Regions from separate parts of the Mus musculus genome. Here region 2 is linked to region 1. Evidence: chromatin contacts called from public Hi-C data. All regions are on one chromosome and are shown on one strand. Each heading gives the region's core, a stretch centred on a gene start, on an enhancer-like site or on the middle of the called end of the contact. The rest is flanking DNA. Distances are from core to core; before and after follow the strand shown.

Region 1 (5,282 bases), core at 1,358-3,857:
GTGGGCGGGGGTGCAGGGGCTGGCCCAGATGGAGTAGGAGGTGTTGGCGCTGGGGGGCCGGGAGCACCCAAGTGAAAGGGAAAGAGAGCCACGGGGGGCCCTGGGGTCTTCACACCTGTTGGGCGAGGCCCAGCCAGGGCACAGTCGGGTGGAGCAGACGTTTCCACCGGACAACTTTCTGGCCCTCCGCTGCTTTCCTCATGCCAAGCGGACACATAACTATCTGGGAACACATCTTCAGTGACCCCAGTCCCCCGAAGGAAATCTCTCCCGGCACCACCATAATCAGTGATGCCAGTGGATGCAGGGGGATCCTCTCGAGCGCTGTCAGCTGCAGTGGTAAGGAAGCCCCCTGCACAGTCGGGGAAGGCAGGGGGAGCCTGGCCCTCACCCGGGCCGCCGCCGCCTCCTTCACCTTCTTCAGCGTCGGTTTCTTCATCCGTTTCCTCATCGTCATCCTCTTCACCTCTGTCTTCAGGCGCGGCAGTCAGCGCTGGCTCCGCATCAGGCCCCTCAGCCTTGATGGGTGCTGGGGGTGCAGGTAGCTGAAGACGCGCGGGCTGGCGCTGCTTGCGGCTGTGCGCGGCGTTGGGATGACCCGGGGGGCGGGCGGCCAGCAAGTGGCGCAGACGGTGGCGCAGCTGCGCGGGTGCTAGTGGAGGGGGCACGGGTGGTGGCAGAGGCGCAGGCGCCGGGGTGTTGGGGACACGGGCACGAGCGATGATCTGTGTGCACTCGTCAATGACGGTCTGGATGCGAAGCACCGACGCTGCAGTGAGTACCTGCAGCGCTTCGCCCTGTGCCACCACCAACGAGCCGCTGTAAAGGAACTCGACCAGCTGGCGCACTGTCTGCGCAGGCACCACTGGTGGCACACGAATCTCTGAGTGGCCGAGCAGCAGTTTATCCTGAAAGAAGGGTGAGCCAGCGGCCAGCACACAGCGGTGAGCACGCAGAGAAGCCTCACGGATGCGCACGGTCACATCACAGAAGTGACCGCCTAGCCTCTGCCCATTGAGGGTCTCCAGTAGTGAGCGCGAAAAGTTCTGTAGGTGGATGTGGTGCACTGCCTCTGTGGCTGCCATCTGCAAGAGGAGGAGACAATGCGGATGGCTGTTTTCTTTTCTAGTCTACCCTAGTCAGATTTCCATATCCTAGTACCACGAAGGCCCCAAGCAGATCTATGACTACCTCAAGAACCAGGTCCCATTAACTACTGTTATGTGGAGGTTTTCAGAAGGGTGGGGAGGCAACTTGCCTCCTGGCCGAATCATTTAGGAACACCCCTTGAGGCTGAGGATTTGTGCCTGCCATACCCAAGGGAAGCAAATAAACAGTACATATAACAAGGCCTTTGCAACCTTGTTTCTTCTTTGCATCACCTGAGAGGTGCTAACTTTGGGCTTTGAAAATGCACCAGTGATGTGAAAGGCCAGCAAGCTGAAATTCAGTGTTGTTTAGCAATCCCCATAGTTCTTATGAACCCGAGACTATCATCCTGGCACTAATCATACTGAGGGAAGACAGATTCTTCCATCACACACACACACACACACACACACACACACACACACGCACACGCACACACACACACACACACACACACACACACACGCCCTCCGCAAAGGAGCTGGGAATCAGAATTGTCAGTTAACCCATCAAGCAAATATCTCCAGGTCTCTGGGCCTGTTTCCTTATTCAGCAAACAAGGGTGTTTCCCTTGGATCAGATTGCATACACTGCTCTAAGGGAAGAGAATCAAGATTCAGGATTCGCCCTGACCACCAGCCTGTCTCTCTAGGACAGACCCAGAGCAGGGCCCCATTTAATCCTGCCCCTTACAAAAGGACTACTGAGATCTCAGACTCAACGATTCTAGATCCTTAACACAAAAACACCCTTCCCTTTCTCTCGGAGTATTGCACACATTGTGTCAGTTACCACTGGCCTGGCCTACTGGAAGTCGCCATGCAGGGTCCCTTCCACACTCCCACCTCCAGGCCTTTCCCTCACGTGGCCGCCAGAGGGAGCCTGCGAACCGGGTTTATCTGGGACCTCTATGATGATGAATTAATTCTTCAAACCCACCAAGGCTTTGAACCTGTCTCTGCCAAGCGGCCTCCTTTTTCAAATAATATGCCAACCCATAACTCTTCCTCAACCCCATCCATACCCTACTTCTCGAACGCCCGGACTCCTCAGATGCAGCAGAACCTTCCTGAATGCCTCAGAACAAAGGCACACTCTCCCACATCTCCTACAGCATTCTCGCTACAACTCCCTCACCCATGCCATGCACCTTGTTCCATCAGCCTGTCTCACTCCCACCCTATCTATGCCAGAGTCCCCTTCAGGCCCGCTACATCTACCCCCAGTTTCCCGCCTCCGCACCCTGCCCCGATCCTGCAGCGCCCTCTTGTGTTCGCAACGTGCACACCGATCCTCACGCAGGCGTGCCGCTCCTGGCACGCCCCAGCCTTCTCTGGGACTCTGAGGCAGGGGGATGCCCGCTCGACCCCACCTCCGACTCCTCAGGCAGCAGGTCCTGCAGGTCCTCCTGCTTGTCAACTTGAAGGCCGCACTTCCGGGCGCTGAAGCGGAACAGATAGCCTCGGCACAGGCGGAACGATAGTCGGGAGCACGTTTCCGGTGTTCCTCTTTAGACTAGGCAGTCGTTGAGCAGAACTTCCGGTCTGGTCCGCGCCACAACCAAAATCGCAGAAGCTGGGGACCGAAGAGCTGGGGATCAGTAGGCAGAAGGAGCAGGAGTCCGTCGTCTCCAGGCTGATCCGAGCGAGCTGTCAATCACTCCTCGGGCCACGCCCTCAGTACTCTCAGCGGGTCTGGAGAGGGCGCTGGATGGAATCCAGAGGCTTTTTTTTTTTCTCCCAGGTGGCTTTTCTCTTACACGGGAAAAGTTTCTCTCTCTCTCTCTCTCTCTCTCTCTCTCGATTTATTTATTTTCTATTTATTTTATGCGAGTACATTATTAACTCTCTTCAGACACACCAGAAGAGGGCATCAGCTCCCATTACCGATGGCAGTGAACCGCTGAGCCATCTCTTCAGCCCCGAGAAGTTTCTCTTGAGTCACTTCTGCTCGCACCCCAGATGAAGAAGCTTTGCAGAGCTTCCCTGCAGTCATCTAAAGAACACAGGCCCACCTTCCCAAGGAAGCCTCCTCATTCGGTGCTCCCACCTCACCCCACCCAGACTCTCGGGAATTCGCTGCTCTATAAATGAATGGTTGAAGAACCCCAGCTTGGCCACAGATCAGAATAGAATGTAGGACACGAAGTGGGCTCGGAAGTAGTCAGATACCAAGGAGCAGGGACTAAGTGCGTAGAGGGAGAGAACAGCCAGAGAGTTGTCCAAGCGGGGCTCCTACGTGGTCCTTTTGTTGTCCAAGACACCCATGAACCAAACCTCTCAAGTGGTGGGTTGGCCTTCCCTTCCCCTCTGTTCTTGGGGCAATCAATCAACCACTATGTAAGGCAAAAGAGAGGCATAGAGCTCTGGGCCTCCGTGTGAATGGTACTGAGGAATCTAGTGGGTGGTGCCGCATGAGGAAGATGTCAGGATGTTTTGTTCCCCATCCTGGACCCATGCTGGGTAGCTGTGTTGTATGTGTGTTTGAAAGTCTGGGGAAGCCAGGCGGTGGTGGCGTATGCCTATAATCCCAGCACTTGGGAGGCAAAGGCAGGAGGATCTCTGAGTTCGAGGCCAGCCTGGTCTACAAAGTGAGAGTTCCAGGATAGCCAAGACTATACAGAGAAACCCTGTCTCGAAAAACCAAAAAAAAAAAAAAAAAACAAAAAAAAAAACCTCAGAGGTTGAGGCAGGAGCGTCAGAAGTTCAAGGTCACCCCCCAGATATCAGAGTTGAGCCCAATCTGGGTTACATAGGATGCTATAGGAGGGGGGGGACCCTCAAAATTTAACAGCTAGGAATGCTTGTAATCCTATTACTTGAGAGGGAGAAGCTGGACGAATGGGAGTTTAAGACAGCCTCAACCATAAGAACCTGCTTAGCAAAACAAAACAAAAACAATAAAAAACACCCAAGTAAATGAGCTGGGACAATTGCTTGCATGCATGAGATCCTGGGTTGAAATAATTAATAGCAGGCTAGAGAGATGGCTCAGCAGTTAAGAGCACTGACTGCTCTTCCAGAGGTCCTGAGTTCAACTCCCAGCAACCACATGGTGGCTCACAACCATCTGTAATGGGGTCTGATGCCTTCTTCTGGTGTGTCTGAAGACAGCTACTGTATACTCATATATACATTAAGGAAATAAATCTTTTTAAAAAGAGAGAGACAGAGGGGAAGGAAGGAAGGAAGGAAGGAAGGAAGGAAGGATGGATTAACAGCAAAATGACAAGCATAATGGTCTGGCACCTTTATCTCTTAAGATTCTTAGCCCAAGAAAGAGATCTTGCGGGCTGGAGAGATGGTTCAATGGGTAAGAGCACCTACTGCTCTTCCGAAGATCCTGAGTTCAGATCCCAGCAACCACATGGTGGCTCACAACCATCCCTAATGAGATCCGATGTCCTCTTCTGGTGCATCTGAGGACAGCTACAGTGTACTTAGATATAATGATAAATACATCTTTTTTAAAAAGAAAGATAGATAGAAAGAGACTTTGCCTTCGCCCGCTAAATCACTCCCTTCACACTGGACAGCCTTTCTCTTTGCTCATTTCTCCTCAGCAAATGGACCCTTCTCTGTGCCCATGTGGTTCCCTCACATTTTTTTTTTCCTTTTTTTTTTTTCTGGTTTTTCGAGACAGGGTTTCTCTGTATAGCCCTGGCTGTCCTGGAACTCACTTTGTAGACCAGGCTGGCCTCGAACTCAGAAATCCACCTGCCTCTGCCTCCCAAGTGCTGGGATTAAGGCTTGCGCCACCATGCCCAGCTTCCCTCACCTTCTTATTAGATTGCTATGCCACCAGGCTCTCCTTATCTTGAGGCTTCTTAATCTTCTGTCATGTAAATTGTATCCTCCATCTTGGAGCCTCCTATAGTAACACACAGGCACAGCCCTATCCTGGGCTGCCTTTGAGCTTTACATTATAGGCCTATAAGCATCATCAAGTTAATCTGAGAAGAAGGAGTTCGAAATCTAAAACCATCCTCCCAAATCTACCCAGGGTGGCACATGCCTTTAACCCCAGCACTCCTGAGCAGAGGTGGGCAGATCACTGTGAGTTCCAGGCCACTCTAGTCTACCTGGTCTACAGCCTTCTAGAACAGCCCGGGCTACACAAAGAAATCCTGTTTC
Region 2 (5,282 bases), core at 959-3,458, about 14 Mb after region 1:
CCATGCCTGGCAGGGTCTTAGATTTTTAAATAAATAAATGAAGATGATTTCATGTCTAGAGGACTTATGTTCTAGGCTCTGACACTAGATCATTACCTCAAGGTTGGTTGGTTCTTTAATTACTTATGTGTACATGTGTGCCTGTGCAGGTGCATTCAGGTGCCTTTGGCGACCAGCAGGGGGCATCAGATCTGGAGTTGAGCTTACAGGTAATTGAAGCTACCTGGACACTAGGAACTGAACTCGGATCCTTTGGAAGAAAAGCAAGCATTCTTAACTGCTGAGCCCCAACTCCAGCACCTTGGGGGTTTGTGTGTGTGTGTGTGTGTGTGTGTGTGTGTGTGTGTGTGTGTGTGTGTGTGTGTGTGATAGACTTTCCCTGTATTCTTGGCTGTCCTGGAACTCACAGAGATCCTCCTGCCTCTGTCTCCTGAGTGCTGGGATTAAAGGCCTGTGCCATCACCACCTGATACCTCTTGTTTTCTAATGCCGAGGCTCACACATGCTGTATCACTGACATATACCTGCAGCTCCATGCTTTCCTCTTATTTATTTTGAGGTAGGGTCTCAAGTAGCCCAGTCTAGCCTCAAAACCAAGGATAGCCTTAAATTCTTGCTTTCCCCGCCTCTTTCTTCCAAATGCAGGGATTATAGACATGCACCACCATGGCTGCCTTCATGATCCCAGTGTACCAGGGAGAGCTTTGAGTTCAAGTTCTACCCTTTCCTTGCCCTTGTTTATGTCATCTGCAATGAACTCAGATACATGGAGTTTGTGGTGCGAGGCCACTGTGAGCAGTGGCCCTGTGGGATTATCCACTGAGGTGATTTTTCAGCCTGTCCCTTATGGCAAGCAGCCTGCAGCTCCTGAGTCAGACCCTCACCTTTGGAAGAGGACTGGAGGTGCTTTCAATCTTGAAATTGAGTCACCCATTGGAGGGACATTGGGCACAGGCCCAAGGTTTCAGGATGAGTCATCTCTTCATAGGCTAATAAGAAGTCAGATACGGGAACCCACCTCAGACATCATACAAGTTAGAGAACATGAGGTCCAGAGAAGGAGGAGGGCTCTTCTGAGGTCACACAGTAAAGGGACAGACTTTCCCAACAAAGGGGGTGGGGCTAGACAGCGACAGTAGGGTGCCGTGAGGAACACATCTCTTCAATTGTGGGAAAGATGTCCCAGCCACCAGCTGTTTCTATTCCAGACAGCAAGAGGAGTGAGTCAATTTTCTCTCATGCCAAGGCTCCTGACTCAGCGCTGGGAATCTTGACTGAGTGTGTTCTGGGAAATGTCAGGCCTTAAGGAAGCAGGGTTCCCACTGAGGGCCATCTCCTAAGTAGGCAGAGTGGAGAGTAGACTGCAGGAGGGAACACCGGCACAGTATGCCGCCAAGGGGAGTCATGGTGAAGGCAGAGAAGAGTTCCTAAGCAAGGCAGTGGATTTATATGTGCCAGGAAGGAGGCTGGGTGCCAGGACGTGGGTGTTGGTACAAAGTGGAGAGGCTCCATGTGCAAGGGAAATGTTTGCTTGGAAGAATATGTGTTTAAAGATTTCTGGGGTTGGGGCTGGCGAGATGGCTCAGCGGGTAAGAGCACTGACTGCTCTTCCAGAGGTCCTGAGTTCAATTCCCAGCATCCACATGGTGGCTCGCAACCATCTGTAATGGGATCTGATGCCCTTTTCTGGGGTGTCTGAAGACAGCTACACTGTACTTACATATAATAAATAAATAAATCTTAAAAAAAAAAAGATTTCTAGGGTTGTGGCTCAGTGGTCAAGAATCGTCCCTGGAATGCACAAGGCCCTGGATTCGTGCATCCGTGGTGGCAGGGGTTGGGGGAGGATGTCCAAATACATAGGATAGATTTTGAGCTTGGCAGGCGGAAATGTAAGTGGATATAATGGTTCAGACCTGCAATTTCAGCAGGTGGGAAGTGGACGCAAGAAGAGAGAGACAGAGAGAGAGACAGAGAGACAGAGACAAAGAGGGACAGAGAGGGACAAAGGAGGGTAGAAGAATTCTGTCAAGAAGGACCATTGGTCAGTACAATGAGCTCACGTGCGCACCGACTAACACAGAAGACCCACAGAGCCTTAGCCTAGGTTCCACCCCTTGCCACGCCTCCTCAGCGGGGTGAGTTTTTGCAAACGTCGGCGAGCTGCTGTGCTACCATTGGCTAGCTGATCAAAGGGGGCGGGTGTGCGGACGTTCCCGGAAGCTTAAGAGGCCCAGCGGGTGCTAGACCTGGAGCCTAAACCTGGTGGACTGGGTGCTTAGCAACGGGGGAGGTGCCCCGTAACGGGGTCGTAACGGGGTGTCTAGGCAGGGGGCAGCACAGGAATTGTGAATGCTTAACAGCCCAGGGTAAGGCGATGCCTAGCAACGAAAGGGGCGCTGAGAAGTAGAGAGTTGTCCTGGCGGCTCTGTGGACGTCTAGCAACGGGAGAGAACCTTAGCAACAGCGAGGAGTTTTGTGGGGATTGGGGAGGCGCTTATGGAAAACTTGAGTTCTTAGCAACGTGGGCGGGCTGGGGGGGGGGGGGTAACTAGAAGAAACCTGGAAATAAAAGGGGAAAAGATATGGGGGTTAGGGGGGCTTTTCCAACAAGAGCGCAAAGCAGGAGGCCCAGTACTGTAATCCTTATTATTTCTTAGGCAATGTGGCTGGAGCTAGGTGCCATGCTGCGCAGGACCTGTGGACCGCTGGGCAGGGCTGTTCGTCTGCCCTGTGGGGGGGCCCTAGGACCTAGGCCCCACTGGTGGGTAAGAGGCTGAGGAGGGGGCCTCCAAGGAAAAGAGGTTGAGGGAAGGGGGGTGGGGAGTAGGTAAAATGATGTAGATGGGTCTAAAAAGGATTAGACCTTCATTCTTTTAAAATCCACTTCTCTGCAGGGGCCATGTAGGAGTTGCTTGGCCCAAAGTGTTCATCAAGACCAGCCTGGAAGAGGCCTCAGTGAAGATGACATTCGCAGGGCACGGGAGGCCCGGCTCAGGAAGGCACCCCGGCCCCAGGTATCATTGCTTCCTCTTCCCCCTCCCCCATGATAGTCTGAGGAAAGTGGCAGCAAGTCTGCAGGGCTTTTCTGCCATCTTGTCCACCTTCCCTACCTCACACCTCTCCTCTTTCTCAGCTGAGTGATCGCTCTCGTGAACGCAAGGTGCCTGCCTCCCGCATCAGTCGCTTGGCCAGCTTTGGGGGTAGGTGTGACCTCGATCAGAGAGAACATTTACAGGTGAAGCAAGGGAAAGGGTGAATCAAAGACAGGGTTAGGAGGGAGAGAGAGACAAGGAAAAACAGAACGTAGACCTTACTGTTTATTGAGAACCTGATGTGAGCAAGGTCTTGTAGGCTAGGCCTGTGTTTATTTCTTCTATTGATGGAGGAGTGGGGGCTGAGAGGTGAGGTGGCAGGACTTTAGGTTCCGCAGCAAGATTGTTCAGACATGTATGAAACAAAAAGTAATGTGTTGCAACCAACCCTCCAAAAAGGAAAGGAGGTGGCCAGGACACCCACCTGGAATTTCAGCAGTTGGGATGTAGGTAGGAGGGAACAGGATGATCAAGGGTTCAAGGTCATTCCTGGCAACATAGAGAGTTTGAGGCCGCCTGTACTACATGAGACCCTGTTTAAAGGAGAGAAAGGTAAAGAAGGGAGAGAGAAAGAGGGAAAGGGCCATTGTAATCCCTGTTCTTGAGAAGCTAACACCGAGAGATTGAAAAGCCAAGCCTGGGAGTGCATGGCTGGAGGCTCAGCTGCCTGCTCGGTTACTACTGTAGGACTGCTTGCACTCACAAATTCAAGACCAGCCTGGCATCACAGACCTTGTCTAGGGAAGAAGGAAAAAGAGAGAGAGGAAAGAAAGAAAATAGCATATAAGAAAATATAATGGGCAGTGGTGGCACACGCCTTTAATCCCAGCACTTGGGAGGCAGAGGCAGGCAGATTTCTGAGTTCGAGGCCAGCCTGGTCTACAAAGTGAGTTCCAGGACAGCCAGGGCTACACGGAGAAACCGTGTCTCGAACACCCACCCCCACTCCCCAAAATATAAATGTTGAATATGGATACATACGTGTTTTTGCTTGTTTGTTTTGTTTTGTTTTTCTAGACAGGGTTTCTCAGTATAGTCCTGGCTGTCCTGGAACTCACTTTGTGCTGGGATTAAAAATAAATAAAATACAAATAAAAAATAAATAATTTTTTTTTTTCGAGACAGGGTTTCTCTGTATAGTCTTGGCTGTCGTGGAACTCACTTTGTAGACCAGGCTGGCCTTGAACTCAGAAATCCGCCTCCCTCTGCCTCCCGGAGTGCTGGGATCAAAGGCATGCGCGCACCATGCCCGGCTCATACGTGTTTATACACATATGATTTGTTTGTTTTTGAAGCAGAGTCTTACCATGCAGCCCTAGCTGGTCTGCAGCTAGGCCGGCCTGGAACTCAGAGATCTGCCTGCCTCTGTCTCCCGAGTGCTGGGATTAAAGGCCTGCACCACTGCACACTCCTAACACTCCCCAGCACAAACATGCTTTTTGTGATGATATCTCCTGTAACCTGGCCTGGCCTCAAAGCCCCAATCCCGACTCCTCCTTCCAAGTGTTTGGATCAGTGTTCATACAGTTGGTGGTTGGTGTGGCCACTCCTGAACCAACAGTGTTAATGCGTTTCGTTCTCACCCCCCCCCCCCTGTGAAACCTGTTTGACAGGAAAGCTCACATCTTGCAGAAAGGGAAACTGAGGCTCAGAGAAGTTAAGTAAACTGCCCTATCATAATATCTGAACTATGGCAACAGATTTTTTTTTCTGTCAGCTTATAAAGGGAAAAAAAACCAAAAAACAAAACCAAAATGAGTTCATATGCAAGTGCAGGAAGTACAGCCCAGTGGTCAGCTCTGACTATATTTTACACATGACAGTTCATGTTGACCTTTGATTTGATGGGTCTTATGTAAAACTTTGTGGAATTTCTTAAAATTAGCAAACCTCACACAGAACAAAACAGGGTGTGTGGTCAGCACATCCTTGCTCAGAGCCAAGTCTGTGTCAATGACTGGCAGGCATGTTACAGCAACACTATGAAATAGCTGGCAAGAATGGGACAGAATGGCTGCAGCTATGCTGGAGAGGGGAGGTCAGACCATAACGAACACGTGAGACACACTGGCAGTCATACAGGAGCACACTGCATACTTGGCAAATGCCAGCTGCATGCTAGAGATGGTGACAGTGAAAGAGTCAAGGTCTGGAATGGTGGCACAGGCCTTTGATCCCAGCACTTGG

Evidence for each region. Hi-C and Micro-C count contacts between places; a contact is called where the count stands out from the background.
Region 2: a Hi-C map of B cells shows a contact between it and region 1, with 6 read pairs. The contact joins the promoter of Coq8b here to the promoter of Zbtb45 in region 1. A contact is called at or near these places in 1 of 39 promoter capture datasets (cranial neural crest) and 1 of 484 Hi-C or Micro-C datasets (B cells).

Annotation. Positions count from the first base shown.
Region 1 is chr7:13,007,245-13,012,526 of GRCm38.p6, forward strand. It overlaps Zbtb45 (zinc finger and BTB domain containing 45), which reads right to left and starts at 2,608. Exons shown (of 3, transcript NM_001360833.1): 1 at 2,392-2,608; 2 at 1-1,085. The coding sequence starts at 1,085.
Region 2 is chr7:27,230,805-27,236,086 of GRCm38.p6, forward strand. Coq8b (coenzyme Q8B) reads left to right here and starts at 2,209. Exons shown (of 15, transcript NM_133770.2): 1 at 2,209-2,369; 2 at 2,661-2,768; 3 at 2,898-3,017; 4 at 3,137-3,203. The coding sequence starts at 2,664.